2 separate regions of the Zea mays genome follow, and region 1 is linked to region 2. Evidence: chromatin contacts called from public Hi-C data. All regions are on one chromosome and are shown on one strand. The core of a region is the stretch at or near the end of the contact, and the rest is flanking DNA. Distances in the headings are between cores, read along the strand shown.

Region 1 (2,733 bases), core at 74-2,573, 200 kb before region 2:
GAATACAGATTAAGAACCAGTGGTAGGACCCTGTGACAGTTGAGTCTTCTTTCTGTTATCCACATAAGTGAAAAAAAATTTGTAGGTGTCATTGAATAGTTAGGACTATTTTCAGCTATATAAAATCAAAGAAAATTGTAAGTTAATTCACATATATGTAATAAAGCTTCTTAGTAATTATCTGCAGGCACTGTTTGAAATAGAACGTGCCAAGTGCTCCCAATGCAAGCTCAATTGTTGCAAGCTTGTCAAACACATTAAACTCTTACCCTTGAAAAAGCGAGAAGAATACATCAGAAAGGTTGCTCCAAACATTGCAAGTACAAAGAAACTGCGTGTTGCACATTGATATCATGATTTTCCATGTTTTTTTTTTTTGCAAATCTAGGGCTAACAGACGGCTCATCTTAACAATATAACACACATTTGTACATAAGTTATCACAGTATTATATGTTTCCGTTGCAACGCACGGGCACTCACCTAGTTTGTATAGAAGAGGATTTAAGGTGTGTTTAGTTCGCTCATTTAGTCTCAAACCTAATAGGCTCTTAATCCTCTCTAATTTCCCTAACCAAACAAGCCCTCACGCTGCTCCGGCCGCCGCATGCTGCGATACGGATCCGGCGAGGCACGGTTGTGTCATTGTGTGGGCAAGGTAGGCAGGCAGGCGACCTCTCCGGGCCACACCTGTGTAGTATTTGCCGCGCGCCACCTCCGCGCATGAGGTCATCGTGCACCGCGTACGTACCGGCCACACGTGTTGCCGTACCGCCACGGTGGACACGTGACGTGAGCGCCACGTTTCGACACAGTCCACGACCCCCTTCTGAGTATCTGTACGGTAGCAAAAAAAAGAGCGCATGCATAGGCGAAACTAAAAATGTCTACTCCCTTAGCATTTAGCAATAACATGCGTCTCATCGAGAGTAGTTGTTTGTTTGATTGATGACCACTCCAGTAACAATAACATGCTTCGTCTCGTTTAGCACTGACACCGATTAATGATGACATGAGGTGAGGCTGCGCGGTGAAAGGGGCCGGTATACGTGGCTGCGCGGCAGGCCCACCAGAAACGTGGCCGCCTGCGTCGCGGGCCCATGCGCCGCCCGCTCTCTACCCCCACCGCTCCCCAACGGTCACTTTGACCGTTTGAACCTCGGCCGCTCTCATCGGCACAGGCAGGAAGGACTACACCGCCCGCATCTCCCTCCCACCACCGTTCACGCGGGCCGGGCGGGCCTCATCCGATGGCCCGCGTCTCGCCATCGGCTCCGGTCCCCTCGTTATAAACTCCTCGCCCCACCGCGCCGCGCCGCGCCCACCTCTCACATCGCTTCGCTTCCTTCCGTTTCCCTAGCTGCCGCGAACGCCCGCCGTACACGGACACCGACAGCTAGGACGCGGCACTTCTCGTGCTGGGTTCGGGGAGCTGGAAGAAGAAGACTAGACCAGGTCGATGGGGTACGCGCGGACGCTGAAGGCGGCGGCCGCGGCGGTGCTGGCGGCCGGGGGCGTGCGGTTCCTTGGTCCCGCGCTGGCGGCGTTCGTGACGGAAGAGCTGCCACGCGCACGCGCCGTGGCCGCCACCTGGCTCACGCCGCCGTACCTGTACCTCGTCATCAACGCCATCATCATCTCCATCGCCGCGTCGTCACGCTTCCAGCCGAGCGACGGCGGTCGTCCGTCGGCCCCTTCGTATGCCCCCGCCGCCGACGCCGGCGCCGGCGCCATCGGAGTAGGAGGAGCGGGCGAGGAGATAGAGCAGGACGGGATCCAGCCTGCGGTTGCGTTGCAGGTGCCTGCGGCGATGCCCCTGGTGGCAGTGAAGGCCGCGGCCGTCGCTGCTGTCGAGGAGCGGGAGCCTCTGGTGGAGGTCCACACTACAGAGGTGGCGCCGGTGCCGCCAGACGAGGTGGACGAGGACTACTCGATTTCAAGGTCGACCTGGACGCCGCGTCGGAGGGGCGAGGAGCCGGAGGTGGCCGCGGATGTAGAGACTAAGGTGCTGCCGTTCACCGACCTGACCAACTCCAGGGACAAGCCGCTGGTATCGGCGAGGTTCAGCAGGAAGACGGCCAAAGCAAGCCCAGAAGGTAACAACCTTGCTCACGCGCTTTTGCCATCCTCAGCACGATTCAAAGGTCGCTTTGGCAGTTCTGTTTGGTACCAACCGGGATTCTGGCAATCGCAGGTAGCAGGGCTCTGCGGGTAGCGCGGCCGCGGAAGGAGGAGACGCTGGAGAGCACGTGGAAGGCCATCACGGAGGGCCGGGGCCCGCCGCTAGCTCGGCACCTCAAGAAGTCCGACACCTGGGACGCCCGCCCGGGCCGCCGTCCGTCCGCCGGCGGCCGCAGCGGGGAGGTCGATCCAGCGGCGGTCGCGCCGGCGGGGGCGATGCGGAAGGCCGAGACTTTCAACGACGGTGGGGGCGCCGGAAGGAGCAAGGCGCCTCCTGCGCCGGTGCGGCGGGAGCCGTCGCTGGGGCAGGACGAGCTTAACCGCCGCGTGGAGGCGTTCATCCACAAGTTCAACATGGAGATGCGGCTGCAGCGGCAGGAGTCGCTCAAGCACTACAGCGACATGCTTGGCAGGGGCATCCGTTACTGAGAAGGACTTGGTGCAAATCGCTGCGGCTCGCAGGAAGGGTTATATGCCTTTCTCTTTTTTGTTCCGTGATCGTTCTGGATTTTGGTTCTTGGTCTCTGTAAGATATGGTTGTCAAAGTTACTCC
Region 2 (2,889 bases), core at 52-2,551:
CCGGATCCCCTTTTCCATGGAGGGCTCGCGTCTCCTGGAGTCCTTGGTAGCGCTGCGCTGCGCTGCGCATTTTTGCTGATCTTCTTTTTTTATGTTGTGTAATAATGCAGAATGCATGCGGGTGAAACAAACGACCACACGTTTCACGGTTAAATGATGCTCACCTAACGCATGGTGCGGTTTTCATTTGACCGTGTGTAAATCCGGATCCCCAATCACCGGCCACGTCAACAGTGGAAGCTAGCTTGTTTCCTTGCGCACGAGAGAGAGAGAGAGAGAGGGCTGCTGCGAGTCTGCGACTGCGACTGCGAGCAACCGCAGAACTCTCGAAACCATCCCCGCTCGGTTGAGATTCGAGAACAGAAGAGGCTACCAAGTGTTTACCCCTCCCCTCACTCACATGCCTCGGTTCTAGCCTTCTAGGCCGTCCCGGCCCGGCAGGTAAAGCCTTCCCTTCGAGTGCAAGCGATCCTACTGCTGCTGCTGCTGGGCGCAGGGCGCCACCGCCCGCCGCTGCATGCAGCCTGCCTGCGTCGCGATACGTGACGACGATGCGTTCTGCCAACGGACCGACCGCGAATTCGCGACCATCCGGGCTACCACGCGCCCGCATGCGCTACGACCGGTGAATGATGCAAACGGAGGGGGGGGGGGGGGGGGGGGGAGGGGGGGGATGCGCCTTTTGCTCGCCAGCTTTCTCGGGTCTCGGCGCCGCTCCGGCAGCAGCCGCTTTTGCTCGCCCGCGCCACGCCCCACGCCCCGGTTCGTTACGACCCGTCGCTTCCTTCGTGCGCGTGCGCGTGCAGGTGCAGGCGTCCAGCCGTCGTCTGATCGAAGCCACATGCCGCTGCCGGTGCGCCGTTTGCTGCGGGGGCCGGTCATCAATGCCCATCATCGCTTCACTTCGCTTCGCTGCTGACGAGAGGGGATCACGGCGGTACACCACGCCGCTTTGACCGGCACGGGTCTTCTTGGTTCTAAAGGCCGGACCGCCGGAGACTCCATGAGTACATCGCAGATTTTTTTTATATAAGAAAAATGAATAACATATAAAAATACCATATTGAAAAAAAGCGCCCTGTCGTACTCGCACGCCATTGCGTAGCAGACTAGCAGCCCACTGTCCCGTAGCGCCCGTTCGTGTTCATCGACGCCACCAGCCCACCAAAACACCTTCTCTCTCCGCTGGCTGCTGCCAAACCCGCCGGAGCTTTTGTTCGCGGCGAATCTCCTCTGCTTGTCCGCTTCCCCCTCGTATATAAAAAAAACACGCCGCGCGTGCCGGGTGCCGCGCTTTAACCGCCGCACACCCTCCTCCCTCCATAAATGGCCACTCCCGCTCCCACCCTGCCGGAGCCGGCCGCGCAAGAGCTGACCGCTGCCGTCGCCGGCGCCGGCCAGCGGCAGCAGCCCCATCACCAGCACCCGCTCCTCGCGGCGGCGGCTGCGGCGTCGCTCCTCGCCGTGCTCTACCTCCCCCGGCCGGTGCTGCTGCTCGTGCTCTCCCCGGCCTCGCTCTCCTCCCTGCTCCTGCTCCTCTCCCTCCTCCACCTCGGCTCCACGCCGCCGCCGCCGCCTCCCGCTCTCGCCGCCCCTCCTCCTTCCTCCCCGCCGCCGACGGAGGAGAAGAAGCAGCAGGAGCAGGAGCAGGCTCCAGAGGCCGCGTGCCCGCCGCCTCCCCCTCCTCCGCCGCCGCCAGAGCCGGAGCGTGGGGCCGTGTTCCCGGAGCTCCTGGAGTTCGCGTCGTGGGCGGCCAAAGGGCGCGCGCTGGAGGTGATCCACGAGGAGTTCGAGGCCGAGTGGGGGCTGCCGGAGGAGATGGGACTGCCGTGGGACTCGGACTCGGACTCCGACCCCGACTCGGGCAGCGACGACGGCTACGTCCGGGGCGGCGGCGACGCGGACGACGGCATGATCGAGATCGAGCTGGAGGAGGACAGCCTCATCGAGATCGACATCTCCAGGTGCCGGTGAGCGCGGTTACCGATTGGATGGACCGCGTATCATCGTCTTCAGTTTTTTCCCCCCTCCCTCCCTTCCGTTCCCGTCTCCCGCGGATTAAGATCCCTGGTACTTGGAGCTGAGGCTGTCGACAAGATTTCTCTTCTTAGTGAGTGATTAGGCGTGCGGGGTGATTGGAGTTCTTTCTTCTGTTGCTTTTTTATCTAGATGGCTTGCCGCCATGTACATATAGGATTTTACGGTGATGAGATAGGGAGCGACAAGCTCTGCTCTGCTTGCTTTCTTTTGTTCCTCTTTATATACTGATGAAACAGCTTGATTTGGTCGTTTTGAGACGAGGACGGCCATGATAACTCGGAAATCTTTACCAGTGGATTCGGTGGTGTTTTCTAATCTCCTGCGGTCCTGCCTCCTGTGGTTGGAGTTGGAGCATCATAACCGTCTGTGGTTGGGAGAATGATCGCCCTGGTCTCAGTACGCGTTGCAGAGTATATGGTAGGGCATCTGCATATCTTCATCATCGGTGGCGACCGCTGTGCCGCAATGCCTCACGCTGGTGCGTCCTGTTCCTGCTCGACGCATTCATTCATCGACGCCATTAGTGGCTAGGACTGTGCTGGAATCGCCGAGCTTCTGTGTGCCTTGGCGATGCCGCTTGGATCTGGATCCCAAGATCGCGTCAGTGGTAGGAGCCCGCAAGGTGGTTGGTTGCTTGGCTGGGTCGTGGGTGTGGTTAAAGCTGGTTCGCCGAATCAGTTCGCAGCACAAGAACAACGCCAGTGCTGGTGTGGTCCTGCTCCAGTACAGTACGCACACACCGGAGCCCTAGTCGCTGTTGCGTACTTTGCCCTTCCTTCTTCTTCACCGCCTGCTGGATTAACGCTTGGTTACTGCCTTGCACAACGCTCTACTGTACTAGCGGCAGAT

What was found. Hi-C and Micro-C count contacts between places; a contact is called where the count stands out from the background.
Region 1: a contact with region 2 is called in a Hi-C map of ear, with 2.3 times the contacts expected there. The contact joins the promoter of LOC100284699 here to the promoter of LOC100274599 in region 2. A contact is called at or near these places in 3 of 25 Hi-C or Micro-C datasets (ear, leaf and tassel).

What each region holds. Positions count from the first base shown.
Region 1 is chr7:166,735,169-166,737,901 of Zm-B73-REFERENCE-NAM-5.0, reverse strand. LOC100284699 reads left to right here and starts at 1,323. Exons shown (of 2, transcript NM_001397418.1): 1 at 1,323-2,095; 2 at 2,194-2,733. The coding sequence starts at 1,459. The coding sequence ends at 2,609.
Region 2 is chr7:166,531,291-166,534,179 of Zm-B73-REFERENCE-NAM-5.0, reverse strand. LOC100274599 reads left to right here and starts at 1,301. Exons shown (of 1, transcript NM_001148951.1): 1 at 1,301-2,320. The coding sequence starts at 1,327. The coding sequence ends at 1,974.